Linked DNA regions of Pan troglodytes: region 1 is linked to region 2. The links are chromatin contacts, called in public Hi-C maps. All regions are on one chromosome and are shown on one strand. Each heading gives the region's core, a stretch centred on a gene start, on an enhancer-like site or on the middle of the called end of the contact. The rest is flanking DNA. Distances are from core to core; before and after follow the strand shown. Region 1 holds the start of RND3 (Rho family GTPase 3). Region 2 has its middle 160 kb from the start of RND3.

Region 1 (6,034 bases), core at 1,810-4,309, 160 kb before region 2:
TGTGTTTCTTAGGGGAAAACCTTTTATTGCAGTCTAAAATTTTAGTCTTTTCCAGGAATTTAGGTATACTTGGATCCCATATTCTCATTGAAGATGAGCAGTTTCATCAAGGTTTCACAGCTAGTGAGTGACAGTGCAGACCAAGAACTGGAGTCATTCATTCATTCATTCATTCATTCATGTAATCATGCTGCTACCCTGTTCCAAGTCCTGCCATGACTGACTTCACATTACCCTGAGAATGAAATCCAAATTCTACAGCCAATTATTCAGCCCCTGCCTGCTTCCTTTTGCTCCCCGACCTACACTCTCCCTCCTTCAGCAGGCCCCAGTCATTCTGGCCTTTCTTCTGTTCCTCAAACCTACCAAGCCCTTTCCCTCCAGCCTGTAACCTTTCCACTGTCTGTGAGCATCCTTCTGCTGGACCATGGGTCTGATCCCTACCTTACTATGCTTTAATAATGCCGTGCCATGTTTTCTATGAAGAAAAACATGGGGTGATCTTACTTCTTTATTTACTGTCTATCTCCTGCCTGGAATGTATGCTTTTTGAGAGTAGCAAACAGATCTGTCTTGTTTACTGCTCTATCTGCAGATCCTAGAACAGTGCCTGGTTTACAGCAGATGCTGAGTAAGTAATTGTTAAACTAAATGTTAGATGAATTTTAAAATATATTAAGTATCCACTTCACACTGAACACTAGAGATTTTAAAAAGGAAAAGGAAGAATTTTTACCCTAGAGGGATTCAAATCCGGGTGACTTCAGGCAGTTGGTTTTTCTACTCTATTATACATCCATTAAATTTTGCTCAGCAACTGGCAGATTCCTGGAAATTCAGGTCACCTGATTTCCAAAAATAGTCATCCACTATGATTCCAGATGATTCTATGGTGAAGTGATTATGCATCTTGTTTTGCCTGGGATAGACCCTGTTTACCCCTGTTGTCCAGCCACAATCATTGGTAGTGCCCCTTTTGCTCTCAAATCCCAGCTTAGATGATAAATTATATGGTTACCCTATTCATTGATCAGCCAATTCATAAACATTCTTAATTATTTCTGTTAAAGTGATTTAACCATATAAGCTACATCAATTCTGAAATATGGGAGGTCAAATCATATCTCTGGAAAGGGGTAATTTCATTAAGTTAAAAATAAGACAAAAGATAGGATGGACACAGCTCCAATTAGTGAGTCCACCAATGAAGCCAGAATTTCTCAAGACACATTCAACAGTTCTGAAAAGTGCAAATAAGATTTTACATGCAAACTATAACACAGGTCAAGGACTCTTTATTGTGCCAGAAACCATTCTGCAAACTTCACTTGCATTTCCTCATAATTACCATTATGACTCCTATTTTACAGATGATGAAATTGAGGCTCAGAGAGGCTAAATAATCCATCCAAAGTCATACAGAAAATGTGAAGTTGGGGACCTAAATACACCTCTTTGTGATCTCCTGCCCCAACTACTATGCCCATTGCTTTTTAAACAAGTAAACAAACGTGAATAATTTGATTAATGTTTCCTGTGTTAAGTAGTTTTGGGAAATGCTAGGTTAAACTATGTTAAATAGTCTGCTTTTCTCTGGGATTTTTAAATGTTTGTAACATTAGTGTGCTTGGCGAATCTTCAATGAGTGATGTGGGTACAGTGTCGCCCTCACTAATTGGGCCATGGCACCCTTTGTGTCAGAAGGGAACTAAAGCTCAGAAGAACAAACATTGGCAAAGGCTGCTCTAGGAACCCTAGCAGGGCCAGCAACCCGCTTGTCTGTGGGTCAACCCTCCACTTGTGTAAACACAGACCCACCGATGGAGTCTGAGTCAATGATCTTTGAGGGGGCTCCAATTTTCTCAGCCCCAAATAGGACATCATTCCTGGATCCCCTAGGCTTCAGGGGCCCTACCAGTCCACTACTTACATCAGTGCTTTTGACAACTCTTCATTGTGCCTTTTCACTTCCCATGTTAAACTTTCTGATTTGTTTGTTTTCACCTTATCTTCTCATTTACAAGCCTAGGAGTCTCCACAGGGGACCATATAAGCTGGTTTTGGCCAATGTGCTACTACATTGTAACAATTGAAACCTCCTGAGCATTTAGGGTGCAGGAGCTGAAGATGAGAAAAAGAAAGACTTCTCATAGAAAAAGAACAAATGTGTGGGCTATTCTGGTCCTTTCTAAGATTTTTGCTTGCGGGGAAGAGTTGGAGGGCTCGGGAGGTGGATGTGGAGGAGGACAGAAGAGAGGGTGGAGGGTTGTATCTGCATTTTTCAGCTAAAGATGTTTGTGCCTTCTGAGTCCAGTCTAGGGTGCTTTGATTCCAGGAAGATGGAGGCTATAGATAAAGAATTAATAGACAGTATCAAAATCTGCCCCCCCACCAGTCCCCTCACTGCAAATGTGGGGAGGTGCAACTAAGCTGACAAGTGTTTGGGTCCCTAGCGCAGTAGGGTTGAGTTTCCAATGGCCTTTGTCACTCAGTCATGGGCATCTTCCACTTCTCTTTCTTCTTCCCTCCCACCTCCTGTACCCACCCCTCGAAACCTTTCTGCCTCCACTTGTACGACTGAAACTGACAGGTTTCAGAAGCCAGTCTACTACCGTGACCCAGGCAAGCCTGTTCTTGCATCTGGAATAAAGAGGCTGATCTATTGGTCCATGGCCTATGTACCTGATACAAACCATTAAAAAAAAAATAGAACCACTCAACTATTCTCCACCCAAGATTTGCTTCCTATGTTTTATCACTGTCCTTTAACTTGGGTGGGAAATGTTTTTGTTTTCATAAATGCTCATGAGGCTTCTACAGATAAGCCCCTATTAAACTATATTTAAAGGGATTGTAGTTCAAATCAGTATGCACAGATACCAGTTTCCCACCTTGCCCTGTGGACTTGTCAGCAAAGCATCTTTGGGATCTTCATGTTGTCTAAGAGCCTTGGTCTAAAATAGATCCCGAATGGGCACCCTAGAGGGCGCACTGCTTACATTTTCGGCATGCAACGCCAACAGCGCTCGCTCCCAGGCTCCATAAAAGGGGAGGAGGCAGATCAGTTTCCTCCTCTCATTGAGAAAGAAGAGGATTGGAAGGCCGGGCGTATAAAGCCGCGCAGAGAGCGTGAAACAAAGCAGTCGGCTCGGAATTGGACTTGGGAGGCGCGGTGAGGAGTCAGGCTTAAAACTTGTTGGAGGGGAGTAACCAGCCTGCTCCTCTCGCTCTCCTCCTCGTCTGCGCCGCGTTTCAGGGGTTGCCCATCAGCCTTGTGATTTATTTTTCTATCTGCTTTTTGTAAAGAGAGAAATATATATATATATATTTTCTTCTTAAGAGAAAATTCCTGTTCCAAGAGAAAATAAGGCAACATCAATGAAGGAGAGAAGAGCCAGCCAGAAATTATCCAGCAAATCTATCATGGATCCTAATCAGAACGTGAAATGCAAGATAGTTGTGGTGGGAGACAGTCAGTGTGGAAAAACTGCGCTGCTCCATGTCTTCGCCAAGGACTGCTTCCCCGAGGTGAGTGTGGCCGGCCGCGGCTTCCACGAGGGGGTCGGCCAGTGGGATCCCAGTCCCGAGGTGGGCCTCCCCGCTTTCATCCGTTTTCCCTTAAAAAAGAAAAAAAAAAGTCTTTCTCGGCCCTCACTACTTTCCCCTGATTAGACTGCGGGGAAAGGGAAAGTGCGCTGGAAGCTTTTAGGGTTGGGACGCGCCTGCACATGGGCTGGTTAGCTCCTGAAACTTGTTCGTTCCTGTGTGCATAACCTGGGGTTGGGAGATTCGGGTCAGCAGATCTGTGAGAGCCGGGTGGGGTGAGTGGGGAGTAGGACAGGGGTTTCGGAAAGGGTCCATGTGCTTAGTGTGTGGTCTGATGTGTGAAGGTTTTCTTTCTTAACTGGGGAGCGGGGAGGGGAAGGGTGTTCAATGGGTGTCGTGCGTTTAAACGTAACCTCTTTGCCCTCTTTCCTTCCTCTTTTGCCCATTTTGTCTATCCAGAATTACGTTCCTACAGTGTTTGAGAATTACACGGCCAGTTTTGAAATCGACACACAAAGAATAGAGTTGAGCCTGTGGGACACTTCGGGTAAGAGTGGGAGGACCGCGTGGCGCTTGGGGCGGGTTTCCAGTCGCTGGGGGATGCGCGGCGGGTCTCGGGAAACCGCGCGCTACAAGCCGTCTGCGCCCCTCCCAAGGGATTCCCACGGTCCCTGTTGGGCGAAAATTGTATCCTTTCTGGGTGGGGGCGGCAGACGACAGCGTGGACGAGGAGATAGCAGTGGGGAGAGGAGAGCGCTGTGTGCCCGCAGGGTGACCCCGCCGTTGGAGCCACTAGTGGCCAGGCGCAGTCCGCCCGCGGAGTCGTGGTCAAGTCGCCTTGGGTCGGCCGAGGTGGCCCGATACTGTGGGGTGTTGCATGGGCGCTGCGTGCGCCTCGGCGGAACCACCCGGCTCAAGGCGGGCGCCCCTCCTATATCTAACCTGCTGGTTGGCGGGGAGGCGGGGAGCGCCGCGGGGGTGATGGGAGGCGGGAGAAAATCCCAGAGGCGACGCGGTTACGTGCAATTGCCGCTGTTAGGGGAAAGAAACTGAGCGCAGGCAGCCGCGGCGCCCGTGACGCCTACACCCAGGAATGCGCTGGTGGCGCAGGGGCCGGGCAGCAGCTGAACCTCCTCTTCGCGCTGCCGGCCGCCCGCGGTGCCTCGGTGCCCACCTGTACCGAGCCTTTCCCTTTTCCCCCCACTCCATCCCAGTGATCACGTCCGTTTCCCCTTCACCACACCAGCCCCTCCTGACCTCTATTGCATCCCCCACTCGGCTTGCCTCCAAGGCCGCGGGCAACACTATTCGCCTTTGACCTTCCAGTCTACTTGAATTATTGGCGCCGCGGTGGGTTATATTCATGGGTCTGAGGTTCAAGGCCGGGTTATTGCTTTCCCATGCGCCCACCCACCTACCTGGCGCGCGGTGGTAGGGAGGGCTAGGTACCCTCCCGGTGGGAAGGCATCCGGCCCCCCGGCTGAGTTAGGGGTTTAGGCCAGGTCAAAGGCCGGGGAGTGGCAGGGGGGCAGCATCTGAGGTCTTGGGCTGGGACATAGGCACCCGCCGCCCTAACCGGCGGTGTCTAGCGAGTTTGTTTCCAAGAAGGGTGTCGGCTATGGAAAAGCAGGACCCACTGGGAAGGCTGGGTAAAGGCCCCTGCGCTTAGGGCTGGGAATTTAGCAGGGAGCTGGGTTGCTGGCGGACCGAGCCAAATCCGGGTGAAACTGGCGAGGAGGAACGCGCAAGTGCCAACAAGCAGGTTTGCTGTTAGGCAGGGAGGCCCCGAGGTGGAGCCGCGCCCAGCGGGGAGTGGCCTCGTGGAGGTGTTTCTGAGCTTCCCACAGCCCTGGGCTTGAACCGCTGGAGCCCCCAAGGGACGCGGGGGTTCAGAGAGCAAGAGGAAGGAACCAGACTGACAGGGTCGCCAGAGGCAGTCCCAGCACAAAGGCAAGCGAGAAGTCTCGCACGAGCGAGCGCCTCTCATGGTCGGTGCCAGATGCTCCGACTGCTGCAGTGAGAAGGGCTGATTTTGTTTCCCCCTGGAGTCAGGCTCTTTCTCAGCCGTTCCAAGGGCAGCAGAATCAGGACTTTGCCGCCGTGTTTTCTGTTGAGGATGGTACACAGACTCGAAACTCTGGAGAAGGTGTTGGTAGACAGAATTCAAGTGGTTCCTTATTTCAGTAGTTCCTATCAGAATTATTTTACAGCCTGGTACTTAATGGGCTCTGATTCCCAGACATATCATGGTATGTATTTGTTATGCCTACTGGATGGCACAGCTGGTGTGGTACCGATAATAAGCACCAGTACTCCCTGCCCCAACCGGCAGCCCTCTTTGGACCTAATGCACGATAAAAATTATTTTGGCACGGGGTGGAGCAGTGTGTCTGAACCAGTCGTTGATACAAAGCTGTGTTTAGATCTTAGCTCCTGGTTACCATGGATTTCTGTGTGCAAATCCCCTATCTCCCTGGGTCTCATTTTC
Region 2 (6,017 bases), core at 1,349-3,848:
TTTTCTTTGAAATGGAGTCTCACTCTGTTGCCCAGTCTGGAGTGCAGTGGCGCTATCTGGGCTCACTGCAAGCTCCGCCTCCCGGGTTCACGCCATTCTCCTGCCTCAGCCTCCGGAGTAGCTGGAACTATAGGCGCCCGCCACCACGCCTGGCTAATTTTTTTGTATTTTTCATAGAGACGGGGTTTCACCGTGTTAGCCAGGATGGTCTTGATCTCCTGACCTCGTGATCCACCCGTCTTGGCCTCCCAAAGTGCTGAGATTACAGGCGTGAGCCACTGTGCCCAGCCTTCTTCTTCTTCTTCTTTTTTTTTTTTTTTTGATTGCTCTTCCTCTTTTTACTTCTGGATATATGTGAGCACCAAGAAGGTTTTCATAGAGCCATCTAGCCGCCCATGCCAACAGCTCCAGGTGCTAACTCAGATGTATGAGTTTCACATTGCACAACTTTAGCTCAAGCATCTCTTCTGAGCTCTCAACCACATTTTCACCTGCCTATTTGGTGTCTTTTTGTGGATGTACAAACCTCACCTCAAACTCCACTCCACACTTCCAAAACTCTACATTTTCCTTGTCTCACAGTTCGGCTCCTCAGATCACCAAGCACCATGATTTTTGCTTTAAGCAGCTAAAGCACTTAGAGAAACACCTCCACAGGTTTCCATTGCACTTAACTGTCACACTTTCATCGAAGAGATGGTCATAAAAAGAAAATGTCTAAGCATCTGTAAATTCATTTTTGAAGGCACTCATCATGTTGTTTCAAGATCTTGCTAAGCTTAGGTGCTTGAACATTATTCCTGAATCCAGGAATAAGAAAATTTGAGGTTGAGTTTCGACTCTAAAATTTAGCAAGCTTTGCAGGTTTAAAGTATTATTATTATTTTTTTTTGCCTTTGAAATTCAGTTTCCTCTATTGTAAAACGAGGATGATAATTGCAGCAGTGACTCCAAGTTTTAGTAAAAAAATGAGATCATATATGTGATAGTCCTCTGTATGCTATGATATGCTACAGAAATAAAATTTGTTTTGTTTTTCACCAAGCCTGAAACATGGTAGGTACTTAAAGAATCTTTTCTGAATATAATTAAAATATGAAGTACTAGCTATTGACATTATCATGTTTGATCCTTACAGTGTTCCTTTGAGACATTTTCCTCCTTTTATAGATAATGACATAGCGGCCGGAAAGTATTGATTGTGGGTAGAAACAATGAATCTTTGGCAGCCTGTTTTTACGTTTAGTCTTTCCCCCAGTATATCACACCTTATATGATGTTGTCCATGTTAGAGGCATACATATTTTAGGATAGGTATTGGAGAGTAAATAGAACAGACTTCAAGGAGTTATTCTATTTCCTTCTGTTCCCATTTACTCAGAATGTGTCCACATGATGCCTCGCTCATAATGAGCTCAAACAAAAAATCTGCTGAACATTTCAATGTTTGACCAACTTTGTAATAAATTGACTGAATGTTTGGTGTTTATAGGCACAGACTACTTAAACGAACCAAACTATTTTGAGATGTTCACAAAGAAAGCTTTCAAGAGACCACTGACATTCTCTGACTAAAAGCAAATTACCTGCAGTTGTCACGCTGGAAAAATAATTCTGTTTAATAAAAAATTAAAAATAAAAGTATCGTGTATGCTTGTGTGTATTTCTTACTCCCATCATATAAAATACATGCAATTATTCTATTTTATCATATATATTTCTGTCGAGACTATATTACCTACAAAAGATAAAGACTTTCATTGAAGTGGGAATTTGAAATTGCCTAATGTTGTGATGCATTCAAAGGAATCTAATCAGATCTTAAATAGGTGTAAACACAATAATTATGTCTAATCATGGTCTTTTTTATTCTTCAAAAGACTAGTAATACACAGCCACTAAAAATGATAATGCAGTCCTACGTACTGACTTAAATGTACATCCGCACATGTTGTCAAGCGACAAGAATATATATGAAAACATTTTATTTGTGTAAATTTGCATGAGCATATGCAGATGAACTGATTTACTACAAAATGTTAATGGTACTTATCTCTAAATGGCAGTACCTTTCTTCTTATAATTATCTGCATTAGATATCTTAAAATATTTTTTTGCAACAAATGTGTATAATTTGAAAATTGGGGAAAGTATTTTCAGTTTAAAAATAAGGGAGCAAAACCTAATCATTCACTCAGGCATAGTAAGATAAAGTTACCACATATGTAAAAGGTGGTCTGAAAGGATAATGCATAGTGCCATGCCCAAAACTATCTTCTTAACCTGTACAATATTAAGCTACTAAAGAGTTCAGTGAAGAAAAAAATAAATGCATTGCAGTCAAAAGACATAAATGAGGAACAAAACAATGGAGGAAACTAATAAATTAATACATCTGCGGTGCTGGCAGGATTTTTGTGCAGTGACATTTGTGAACGTCCTGTGTAAATGCCAAGCCTGTAAGGTGGGGCTGTCATGCATCACTTTTATAAGTGAAGACCATCTCCTGATTATCAGCTCTTTGCCTCCAGCACAGCCTGTACTTCTCGTGCAAATGCAAACACAGACACAGCCCAAGGCTGCTGGGTCCTAAACTCTTACGGACCAATAAATTCTGCAGTCTTTAGCCAAAGCAGACCGACAGTACATTGGCGAAAGGGAAGGCACAGTTTAAAAGCATGTGCATGTGCCAGCATTTACAGGGATTTAAAAGAGACATTTGTAGAGAGCAAAATACCATTTTTTACCCAGTTTTGTTGGGCCTTAATTAAAGAGGCCTTTCCCCCGTTTTCTGCCATTTGGGCTGTGGGATTGCAGCCTCTCCTGGCTCAAAGAACTATTTCATTGGTCCGCAGGCTAATTAGGAAGGACTCACACTGCTCGCCAGCCTCCTGAAAGGCCAGAACAAAGGCTGCTGCTGGTAGATTGCAGTTCTGCCTCAATTGCAGAGGCTCACGAGTAAAAGAAAAAGAAAAGCTTTTGAATAGAAAAGCCTTTTGATGCCGTGAAAGAAATTAAGAACTAAAACAGAGGCCTAGGCGCTGCTGCACAGAGCCCTCCATACAGGCTGATTGTGCTTAGGAACAAGGTCAACAAAGCCCCATCTGATACTGAACACCTCACATTAAAGAGGCATCTATTTAGCTGCTGTGTCTTGGGCTCTCCTGCTACGAAGTACTTTCCCAATCAGGCCGTCTGGTGCCGTGATAAACACAGATAAATATGAGCAGCATCATGCTTTCATCTGAACAATTAATGCATGATTTCCTAGTTGATTGTTTGCAAATACACTATAAACAACTGTGTTTTCTTTTTTTTAACCAAACAAAAATAAAGCTGTGAAGAAAAAAACTTTACCACCATCACATTAGCATCTTATTGTCTTACCAAAATTTTACTGAATTTCTCTTCATATTTTAAAATAATTGTAGTTTATCCAAATAATGTGAAAAACACACACATCTTTTTCTTCACAGAAGAATGGAAATCTTAAGTGCCAATGCATTTTCTAACAGCCTAAATCAGTTAATGACAAGTAACTGAAGCTGAAATGCCCATTTGTTCTGAATCTTGCAGTCTTTGCTCCTTGCTACATAGGCTTTCAAAGGGAAGTCTCTTTTCTAATTTTATGACTTTGAAAATTAAGCATCTTTTTCAGAGCTTCACCTCCAAATAGTAACTATCCTTTATTGAGGCTTTATGCCAACTACCATACTTAGCACTCTACATGTATTATCTCCATTAACCCTCAAAAATCAATGACATAGCCGGGTGCCTGGTGTCTCACGCCTGTAATCCCAGCACTTTGGGAGGCCGAGGTGGGTGCATCGCTTGAGGCCAGGAGTTTGAGACCAGCCTGGCCAACATGGTGAAACCCATCTCTACCAACAAATAAAAAAAAAATTAGCCAGGCATAGTGGTGCATGCCTGTAATTCCAGTTACTTGGGAGGCTGAGGTAGGAGAGTCGCTTAAACCCGGGAGGTGGAGGTTGCAGTGAGCTGAGATTCCGCCACTGCACTCCAGCCTGGGTGACAGAGCAAGACTCCATCTCAAAAAACAAACAAACAAACAAACAAACAAACTAATGACATAAGCACTATTGTTATCTGCAGTTTACAAATGTGGAAACTGAGGCTCTGAGAGGCTAAACATAAGAAGAAGGACACAACTATTAAGGAGTAAGGCCAGAATTTGAAATCACGGCTTTCTGACTTTCAACACTGAGCTATTACGGTGGAATTTAAATTTCCATGTAGAAGTATTAGTGCAGAATTACAAAATTGAAAAGTACATTAGAAATCATGTAGCCCACACTCCTCAATTTGCAGATAAGAAATTAAGATTCAGAGACGTTGGAGGATTTATTTATGTTCATCCAGCTGATTTGGTGAATTGCAGACTCTCCTAATTCCAGAGATTTTAGTAGGAAGGTTCTCAAATGGTAGCATGATTAGAAGCACATGAAGGACTGTTAGGCACAGATAGCTGGGCCTCACCTCCAGACTTTCTGACTCAGTAGGTCTGCAGCAGAGGGCCACAGCATTTGCTTTTCAACAACTTCCCTGATGCTGCTGATGCTGCTAGTCTGGGAAGACAGTTTGAGAACCTCTATCCTCGAATATCACACTGCTTCTCATGCAACTGTGAAGTGAATAAAACTGAAAATGAGGATGAGTCAAATTAAGCAGTAAAATAGTTTGGAATTTTATTCAATTTCATGTAACAACCAGCCTTAGCAATGCCATCTTGAATTTTGCATCATTCTTATCCATCTGGTAGTCACAGTCACAATTTTTGTGAAGTCTAAAACAAGGCAGTCATTCACAGCAATGTTACTTTCAGCGTAAATATTTCCTGGAGATTCTTTCTAAGATCTTTGGAACTTTTTCTTCTTTAAAAGATAATTGCAAAAGCTAGAAGTTTTTGTGTATGGATTAAGTTCCTTTCAGAGCTCGTCTCAAGCCATTTCTAATGCAGAGATTTGAATAATGCAGCTGTACAATTTATCTTTCAAAAGGGCGTGCACTACCGCACTGCTGTGCAGATGACTCAGCATTGAAATGTAATTTACCAAAATGATTCTGATCTGGTAAATACATTTCTTTTCTCAGAAAAATTGAAACATCTATCAGCTGAAGTGCGCTTCTCTTATCCTTTTCACCAAAATAATTTTCACCTATCCAAGGAATAATCTGTGGTTGCTCAATTTATAAAATAATCCTTATTGAAACCTGTTTGTTATTTGACACAGAAATTAATGACCTTGGAGGAATACCTGGATCACTCCTGCTCTATCCTACAAAACTTTCCATCTGGGTCACATCCCAGACCTGTCTCACAAGGTGGCAAAATGACCAGGCATCATTATCATATATTTACTGATCACTAGCCTGTATGTATAAGTCACTTAAGATTGTCATTGGGCTGAACAGGTGTATTCTAGCTTTTTTGTTGCCTAGTTTGGGTCTGAAATCCATTTTGAATGAACAGGTCATTGTCAGTAGTGCCAATTATCATTTTTATCACCTGTTATTTTGGGGATCTACTTCCTGCAAGAGTGAGAGGTTAGGTAGGAGACCGAAGAAAACAGGGCTTCTTTAAAGTAGGTAGAATCAAGCAGTCTTCCAAGGAAGTCTAAAAGATATTTAAATGGAAAAAAAAATTATAAAGCCATGGCAAATCAACCTGATGCCTTCTTAAATATAACAATCCTCCAACAGTCTTCCAGCCAGCCTTCTTTCCCTGTGAGTAGAAAGCATTTTCAAGCAATAATACTATCCTAAGGCATGCTTGGAAACATTCCAGGGGCTGCAAGAGGAATTACATGACAGGTCAGCTCCTACGGTGACTATGATACTTGGATTAATGCAGTACTAGGACAAGAACAGGAATACTATAGCGATAACAATTATAACAGAGCAAACGGACTTGGGGTGACAGAGATAACCTGTAATGTAACGTTTTGCACTTGCAGATGGAGAGTTTCAGAGTTTAATGTTATTGATTTCTTAGCATT

What was found. A called contact is a pair of places that touch in the nucleus more often than the background predicts.
Region 1: a Hi-C map of stem cell-derived neural progenitor cells shows a contact between it and region 2, with 3 times the contacts expected there. The contact joins the promoter of RND3 here to the enhancer-like site in region 2. A contact is called at or near these places in 1 of 7 Hi-C or Micro-C datasets (stem cell-derived neural progenitor cells) and 1 of 1 datasets of contacts at active chromatin or transcription factors (stem cell-derived excitatory neurons).

The regions. Positions count from the first base shown.
Region 1 is chr13:52,517,892-52,523,925 of NHGRI_mPanTro3-v2.0_pri, reverse strand. It overlaps RND3 (Rho family GTPase 3), which reads left to right and starts at 3,059. Exons shown (of 5, transcript XM_009443462.5): 1 at 3,059-3,528; 2 at 4,006-4,093. The coding sequence starts at 3,379.
Region 2 is chr13:52,359,137-52,365,153 of NHGRI_mPanTro3-v2.0_pri, reverse strand. No RefSeq gene overlaps it. Among named protein-coding and RNA genes, the nearest start is that of RND3, 160 kb to the left of the region's middle. Within about 2 kb of position 2,598, at least 10 of the 24 cell types and tissues checked have an H3K27ac peak or open chromatin away from gene starts, as enhancers often do. A contact at or near this core is called in stem cell-derived neural progenitor cells, where this site is marked.